Regions from separate parts of the Zea mays genome. Here regions 1 and 2 are each linked to region 3. The links are chromatin contacts, called in public Hi-C maps. All regions are on one chromosome and are shown on one strand. The core of a region is the stretch at or near the end of the contact, and the rest is flanking DNA. Distances in the headings are between cores, read along the strand shown. Region 1 holds the start of LOC100283532. Region 2 has its middle 120 kb from the start of LOC103653645. Region 3 has its middle 21 kb from the start of LOC100273628.

What was found. A called contact is a pair of places that touch in the nucleus more often than the background predicts.
Region 1: a Hi-C map of leaf shows a contact between it and region 3, with 4 times the contacts expected there. The contact joins the promoter of LOC100283532 here to the enhancer-like site in region 3. A contact is called at or near these places in 3 of 25 Hi-C or Micro-C datasets (bundle sheath, ear and leaf).
Region 2: a contact with region 3 is called in a Hi-C map of bundle sheath, with 4 times the contacts expected there. The contact joins two enhancer-like sites. A contact is called at or near these places in 2 of 25 Hi-C or Micro-C datasets (bundle sheath and endosperm).

What each region holds. Positions count from the first base shown.
Region 1 is chr4:125,438,282-125,440,981 of Zm-B73-REFERENCE-NAM-5.0, reverse strand. LOC100283532 reads right to left here and starts at 1,363. Exons shown (of 5, transcript NM_001156432.2): 1 at 1,094-1,363; 2 at 965-997. The coding sequence starts at 1,208.
Region 2 is chr4:125,063,922-125,066,712 of Zm-B73-REFERENCE-NAM-5.0, reverse strand. No RefSeq gene overlaps it. Among protein-coding and RNA genes, the nearest start is that of LOC103653645, 120 kb to the right of the region's middle. Within about 2 kb of position 1,367, at least 18 of the 20 cell types and tissues checked have an H3K27ac peak or open chromatin away from gene starts, as enhancers often do. A contact at or near this core is called in bundle sheath, where this site is marked.
Region 3 is chr4:125,266,431-125,269,344 of Zm-B73-REFERENCE-NAM-5.0, reverse strand. No RefSeq gene overlaps it. Among protein-coding and RNA genes, the nearest start is that of LOC100273628, 21 kb to the right of the region's middle. Within about 2 kb of position 1,499, at least 17 of the 20 cell types and tissues checked have an H3K27ac peak or open chromatin away from gene starts, as enhancers often do. A contact at or near this core is called in bundle sheath, ear and leaf, where this site is marked.

The sequences.
Region 1 (2,700 bases), core at 114-2,613, 170 kb before region 3:
TCAGGATTACTTGTGGACATTGAGCAATATTAGGCCAGTCACCATTAATGTCTGCATCTGACTTTTATCTTGTCTCCACTTCACAATTCTTCATACAATTTGTAATTCCTTCTACTAACATATATTACTTCTCATTCTTTTTTCATTCACAGGAGGGCAACCTGGAAAAACCAGGTTACATGATATATCATGTCAAAAGCACTACATCAATTTTGCTAGCTTTTATAGTTTTAACCAGATTTCAATCCTCACAGCAGCAGTAACAGATTGTAGCTCAAAACGGCATCTATCTGAGGGTTTAAATGAATAGGCCCATGGTAACCAATGACAATGAGTACAATTCAACTCTACTGAGGCTGCAACTTTCAGCAAATACCGACATACACCAACATGAGCCAAATGATCGTGTGTCCCATCAAGTGATACTGCACTGTGATTGGTCAATCCCCTTCATTATGCAAGGTACATGGTTTGTTACGTACAACCCAAGCATTATGCATGTAAACGGAAATGCAAATTGGTCAATCCCCTTTATTATGTAATGTACATGGTTTTTTTTACGTACAATCAAAGCATTATGCATGTAAACTGAAATTCAAATGACCGCAGCTGGAGCATATTATAGGACTTTAAATTACATAACCATGCCATTTACCAAGCACTTCCTTTAATTGACGTACTCATCTACGCAAGTTTCTTTAGCTTACGGCCTTGAATTGATGATCTTAACAGATTGGAGGGTGAGATCAATTACAGAATAAACTTACATATCTGACAAAAGTAAAGGGCTAACAATACCACTATTCGTCCTTAAATAATCCGACGAATCTCTAAACGGCAACCGGATCGAGCTCCATAAACAAACGCCGGATCGGCATATAGTGAAAGGCGAAGCTTAGCTCGAAGATAAGAGCAGTACAGACGGACGGGAAAAAAAAGAGGGGAGCAAAGTCGGGCGCGTCACCTGGATCGCACTGCTGATAGAACTTCTCCACATCTGCGCGCACCACGGAAGCAGCTGTAGCATCAGAGAAGCATCCACAAACCAAGAGGACAAACAGGAGGAGGCAGGAAATGCGTGAGACAAGCTGACCCGTGGTGAGTGCCTTGACGATGCCGGCGCGGCGCGCGCGGAAATCGCGGAAGACGTCCTCGGGGGAGCGCGCGTGGTGGTGCACCGCCGCAGCGCCTTCTCTGTCGCCGTCCATCGCTGGCCACCGTGTCCCTTGGCTAGGGTTTGGGGAACCGATGGTAGCAGTGGTGGTGGTGGACTGGTAGTGGAGGGAGCAGAAGAGGATTAGAGAAGACGAGAAGCGCAATACCGCGAGACCGTAGGCCTGCGAGGATTTCAGAGGGGCAATTTGGGAAAAGCGGAAACCACGAGGTGCTCGTCGTCCAAAACATGTTCCAGTTCGCTTTCAAGCAAGGGGCACTGTGGGAGCAAAACTGCAAAAGGATAGTGGGCCCGTGAACTGGGCTCGGCTTTCCGCGCACTACAGAAGCTAGGCCAAGATTAGTCATGGACCCACCTTGCTGATCAAGATTGGCTTGACGGACGTGACGTGATTGGGCCGGTTTTTTTCACCAAATCATGGGCCGCATCTACTGAAAACGAGCCCATTTGAGTTGTTTTCCATGTTCCACTTCCCTTGCCGGATCCGGCTCCTCTTCTTCCGTCGCACTCGGTTTCGTGTTCCACACTTCGCTTTCCGGTTCAGCGAGACTGCTGGGCAATCGTCGGTTCGTCACTTCAATCAAGTGGCGGAGGCGACGGAGCCTGTACTCCTATTAGCAGAGCTCGTGCTCCCACCGTGCCCACATCGCTCTCAAACTCAAAGGTCCATGCTGCTCGCCCACCGTACTCGGACCATCGTCTATTACACGGATTGGGGGCATTCGGTTGGGTTGATTCGATGTGTGCAGTGTGCGCTCTTTTCTTTATGCAGGTGTGGAGGAAATATTTTTGGAGTTTTAAAATTAAAACCATGGTACGAAAAATACTATAATATTTCCTTTGTCCCAAAATAAAATTCGTTTTATGTTAAATATGTATTTATTAGTTAATCTGTGAATGTAATTTGCACGTATATCTGTATTTATTATTATTAAAATGAATGTGGACCAAAAAAACCTAGAAAGAAACATATTTTGAAACGAAGGTAGCATATTTATTGATAAGAGGTGTTTGGCTATCTCGTAAAAAACTCTAGTTATAATGTTATGGTTTTATAGATACCATGATATTTTTGGAGTATTTAAAACTCCACTCCAACCTAAATATTTTATATATGGCTAGCCTTGCATATGTATACTAAATATTATGGTTTGAAATATTTTGTCTCCAAACACGTATTGTTAAGAGTGATGTTAAAAATACTACAGTTGTGTCATGACATCTTAAAACCGTTAGTATTCCAAAACTATTTAAAAATATTAGTACAATTGAAAGTCGCCTAGAGGGGGGTGAATAGGCGAAACCTGAAATTTATAAATTTTTAACACACTAAAGGCCGAGGTTAGCGTTAGAATTATATTCAAATCCGAAAGATTGTTTTTCTTGCTAAGAGTTGCTCAAAGGATGCAGATGACGTATGGGAGCGAACTCAAATCAATACTAGCAAGGAAACGTTAGAGAGAGGAGAAAGGGCAAACAAATCAAACGAGAATCAAAGCGAGTAGACACGGTGATTTGTTTTACCG
Region 2 (2,791 bases), core at 118-2,617, 200 kb after region 3:
ACACAGTATAAAGGAGAAATTAACATCACACCAAACATGTAAACAAAATACACATTAATAATCTACATATTAAAATAAGATCCTAGGAACTGTAATCATTAAATTTGGAGTTATAGATTTTAAGATATGAATTTCCAAAGGTTTTATGTGCTTGAAATATGATTAAGTGAGAAATTAATTTTACTATTGTTTTCATGTCAAAACAGAGACTCTAGGTGATAAACAATAATATTACAGAGTTTTAGAAACTGGAATGGATCAATTTGGAGTTCATATGAATTTTCTATGATTTATACAAGTTCTAGCAATTATTTATACATTGAAAATCAATTTCTGTATTTATTTACCTATTTTATATGCTCTCTGTACTGAGCGTCAATTAACCAGAAGCACAGGGGCCAGCGTGTAAACTTCCCTAGACCCGGCGCATAGTTACTAGGGATGGCGGGTTTATTTCAGTAAATTGCAGGGATTCTTATGCAAGTGTGCACGGCCGAAGGGGTATCGATCCGTTCTGATCGTTGGATTAGATCCGAACTGGTACGCAATACCGCGCATTGGATTAGATTTTGACGATGCATATTTTATTAACCTATATTCGATCTATGACGTTGTCACGCCGATCAACGGACACTGTTCCATACGGCGAAACGTTCCCTAGCATCAATCCTAGCCACTCATCCATCGATCGAGGGCTCTGAACAGATTACACCTAGGTTTAATCCCCTCCGTGCGATTCCAATCGAACGATGCAAGACCATCGTCCCCATCCCCCAACCGGCACTGGCAGCACCGCCACAGTAGCGGCGGACTCCTCGCCGGAGTTCGCCAGATCGGCGCTAGCGCACGAATTAACCTAATTCGATAGTTTCTACACGCCCCGCGCACCACAAGGGACTCAACCGAAACGAATGCGTACCAGTGTATGGCGGCGCAGACTCGGTCCACGGGATGGCGGCACCACGGCAGAGGAGGAAATCACGGCGAGCGATTCATCATCACCATGAACTCCTCACCCACGGCAATTGCCACAAACAATTTCCAGACATGTCAGCGAACCACCCGCGCCGGTTCTTGCTGCTAATGAGGTACTACCGGCGTGGATTCTCCTGCGGCGGCGGTGGAAAGATGGGACGACGGTGCTCGACTGTGGCTGCGTGGGTTCTAGGTCACGGAGACCAAGCCGACCGAGCGAGGCACTGATTTATACTGGGTCAACGACCCACCTCCACTTCTCCTGCGAGCCGAGCACCACGGGAAAAACCGTTAGTCAACCACCGCGCCGAGAAGCATGAGGAAGAAGATAGCTGCGCTTGCAGGATGGGTCCCGCGAAGCAGTGGGATGACATGTGGACCCCACGAACCAGTGAAACGGGTACGCTAGATTAAGCAGAGGCTGACCGGAGTGGCCCACGACGCAGCGATTGGAAATGTCTAGCGCGCGGGGGGGGGGGGGGGGGGGGGGGGGGGGGGGGGGGGGGGGGGGCTGACGCCCTGGGACCACCCGTCAGCGCCGTTACTCCATCTTGGGTCGTGCGCGGGGAGGAGTCATTGGGCCGAATGTGGTCTAGCCAGCCCAGCAGAGTGCTTTTCCTTTTTCTATTGTATTTTGAATTCATAATTTAAATCCCTATTCAACTTCAAACTCCTTGATAGATTTATTTACTCATTATTTGCCCATCTTAAACATGGTATGAGATAAGTTTATTTATTTATATTTGTTTTTAATATTTATTTATCTATTTTGTATGGTATTCTTCTTCTCTTTTCTCAAATTCTTGAATTCCCTATAGATCTTAAATTCCCATTTGAGCATTAATATATTTCTTTTCACATTATTTTATGTTGTCACAAAATGCACACAAAATAAAATCCCAGCAAGATGCATGTATTATTTTTGGGTGTCTTTTGTTATTTATTTATTTGTTTAAATGAGGTGTTCACATGGGATGGTGAATGGATACAACACACACATATAGATAAAGGAAAATAACTTTTCTCATTTTATATCATCTCTTACAAATTGGGTATTACATATTGTTACCAATGGTGGAATTAAAGTAGATCCGAGAAAGATAAGTGAAATACTAAATTGGAAGCAACCAAAGGATGCGTCCAAGATCAGAAGTTTTCTTGGATTGGCAAGATACTACATAAGATTTATCAAAGGTTTTTCCAAGTTAGTGAAACCTCTTACCTCACTACTGGATAAAGGTAAAGAGTTTAAGTGGGATGAACCATGCCAGAAATGTTTTGAGGAACTCAAGAAAAGGTTAACCACATCACCAATATTGGTAATGCCAGACACACAAAGGATTTGATGTGTATTGCGATGCATCACACCTTGGACTTGGATGTGTGCTAATGCAAGAAGGAAAAGTAATAGCTTGTGCCTCAAGGCAGTTGAGAAAGCATGAGAAGAATTATCCTACACATGATTTGGAACTAGCTGCCGTAGTGCATGCTTTGAAGGTTTGGAGACACTGTATGATTGGAAATAAGTGCAAAATCTTCACGAATCACAAAAGCTTGAAATACATATTCACTCAAAAAGAACTCAACCTAAGATAGAGAAGATGGCTTGAGTTAATAAAAGATTATGATTTGGATATCCAATACCATCCAAGAAAAGCAAATGTAGTGGATGATGCTTTGAGCCGTAAAGGCCAAGTGAACAACATCACTACTCATTTGATGTCACAGGAATTGTGTTGGGAAATGGAACAACTCAACCTTAGTATGCTCAATAATATGGAAGCAACAGTTATGGAAGTTGAATCTACCTTGGAAT
Region 3 (2,914 bases), core at 250-2,749:
ACCTCTACCAAGGAGGCGAGGCAGGGTAACACTACGAGGCCTTTACAAAGTTCCACTAGCTTCAGAAAACCCGCTACAGTTTATAGGAAGCTCCAATGCAGGGATCCCTCGCCTGATCGCCATCGCAGCAAAATCAACCCAAGGACCTCCCTACACTGACCACTCCCCTACTGCCCTTGCCCCTTTCGGGTAAAGTAGTCATCCACTAGCTTTCCTAGTTAATCAGCCAAGGGCATCCCATACTACCCTTGTGGTAGCACTATTTTTTCGGGTGGTTGCTCCATGTTCCCATTAACATAATGATCTTATCATGAATATAAATAATATAACAGAATAATAGGAACATGGATATAATGAAATATTAACCTGAAACCACATAATGCAATAGCATAACTACCCAAGTGAATCAGGGGTAAACAAGGTAAACAGGATAAACAGACTAGGGTGACCTATTGGGTCCCATCAAAATTAAACCTATACATTGAATAGTGATAATAAAGAACATTATTGGGTAAGTGAAAGTGATCAAGGGCACAACTTGCTTGACACTTGAGATTTCAGTTACCAGGGTGATTCTTCGGATCCTTGTGACCTCGCGCTAGTCGTAGCAATACAAACAAACATGGTATAGATAAAATTAACATCACACCAAACATAAGAACAAACTGAATAATAATGATCTACGCGAAGCTACGAGATCGTCGGATCGAGAACCACTAAAATCGGAGTTACGGTTAAGGAGTTATGATTTATAAAGGATCTATGTGATTTAAATATTAAACTATATTATAAATTGGTTAGTATAATTCATATGAGAGGTTATTCTATTAATAATTATCTCAACTTTAATCTAAGTTATAAATTGACCATAAATCATCTTCTAGTAGATTATAATGATAAGTAGATTAACAAAACTAACCCACATAAATTAAATAAAGATCTAATTAGAAAAGAATGATACATGGTATAATAAATATTGTTATTGTGTAGTAAATACTTATACAAAACTAACGCAACTGGAACGAGTCAAATCGGAATTAAAACGAGGATGTTATAAATTTCCAAAGTTTTTATGTATTTGATATGCGATTAATTAGGAGACCAATTTTATTATTGATTTCATGTCAAAACATTGACACTAGATGATAAACAATAATATTATAAAATTATAGGAACTAGAATGGGTTCATTTGGACTTAATATGAATTTCCTATGAATTAAATGAGTTTCTGCAATTATTTTTAAACCCAAAATCAATTTCCAAATTCATTTTCCCTCTTTTCTTTATTTCCTGGACTGCGCACAAGATTTAATCAAAAGCCAGGGGGCTCGGGATAAGAATCCCCACACACCAAGCACAGTAAAAATTGATGGCGGGTTATTTTTGTGATAACTGCAGGGTCTCTTACGCAAAGTTACAAGGCCGAAGGGGTATCGTCAGATCAGGACCGTCCGATCAAGAACGGTCGGATCAGATTAGATCTAGGTTTTTAACTGCATGGGAACGCGTCTCTGGCCACAGGATCGAGGATCCACGGCCGGATTTCTCCCGTAACCCTGATTCCCATCCGACCGCCCGATTGCGAACAGACCGCCACGATTTAATGGATCACGATCGCCCAGGGACCACACGATCGAAGATCAACGCTTCGAAGTCCGCCGGGTGAAGGGGTACACTCGATCATATCCTGACCACCCGCTCACAATCCGACGTCGCGCCTATGTTCTTCCACCACACGATGACCAGAGGAGGCGGAGCAGAGGCCCGCGGCGGCCCTCCACCGGCGCACGGCGAATCCGGTGAACCGGCACCCGAATCCTATGGACTTTGGGCGCTATACACTAGATAGAACAAGGCGATCGCCATGGAAGGTAGCTCGTCGATGATGGCGCCCAGCAGAGTCCCGCCGTCGAGGAAGAATGGCCCTGGCGGAAATCCCCAGCTCCGGTGAGCAATTCCGGCACCTTGGCAGCAATACGGCGTCCAATCCGGGCACGTACGCACGCGGTATACACTAGGGATTACCCTCGGCCGAATAAGGAGGGGCTTGACAATGTGGATTTCATAGTTCACTGGCGATGGCGGCGACGGGTCTTTTTTGTACAGGCGCACGGCGGCTGTTCCTATTGGGCACTGGTCGTGGCGGCATAGAGGTGAAGAAGAGCTCGAGCTGGAGGCTCCCGAGCTCGATAACGAAAGTGGGCTAGCAATTTGAGCCGCGGAGGCGCGAAGGGGAGAAGATGAGTAGCGCGCGAACGAGGTGTGTTGTGGCGGCGACAACGTTGGTTGGAGAGAAACCGAGGCTTGAGGAGGATATAGCTATATACCGGGGAAGTGCTCAGCCAACGGCCGGGCCACGAGCTCCGGTAATCCTGCCCCGCACCGCGCCATTCACAGCGAGGTAGTTGACTGCGTTGCGCCTAAGGTCACGCGCGATGTCCGCTCGATTTGTTGGCGAAGAAGAAGGAGACGTCTGACGACCCGGGCCCACAAGTCGGTGTGAGGCGCGATTCAGCGCGGAGTTGCGCTGGCGGGGCCACACGCAGAGACAGTCGGTCAGCGTGCACGCACAGAACAGCCGACCCACGGGCCCACATGGCGGTGTTTAGACAGGCGGGCGCGGTGCGCCGTGCGCGCAATGGGCCAACAAGGCAAGAAAGGAGAGATGGGCCAGAATCCAGTTCTGCGGCCCAAAATAGAGGTTTACCCTTTTTCTTTTTTCTCTTCTCTTGTTTTCTTTTATTCCCAATTCATTTGAATTTAAATTTTGAATTCAACTTTAGTGTAAGTTCAAGTTCATGTTAACTATGAAATTAAGTCACACCAACATGTGGTGAAGTTATTTAATTATAATATTATTTTATATTGAATAATATTTCTCTCCTTCCTTCTCTATTTTCAATTGCTTTCACA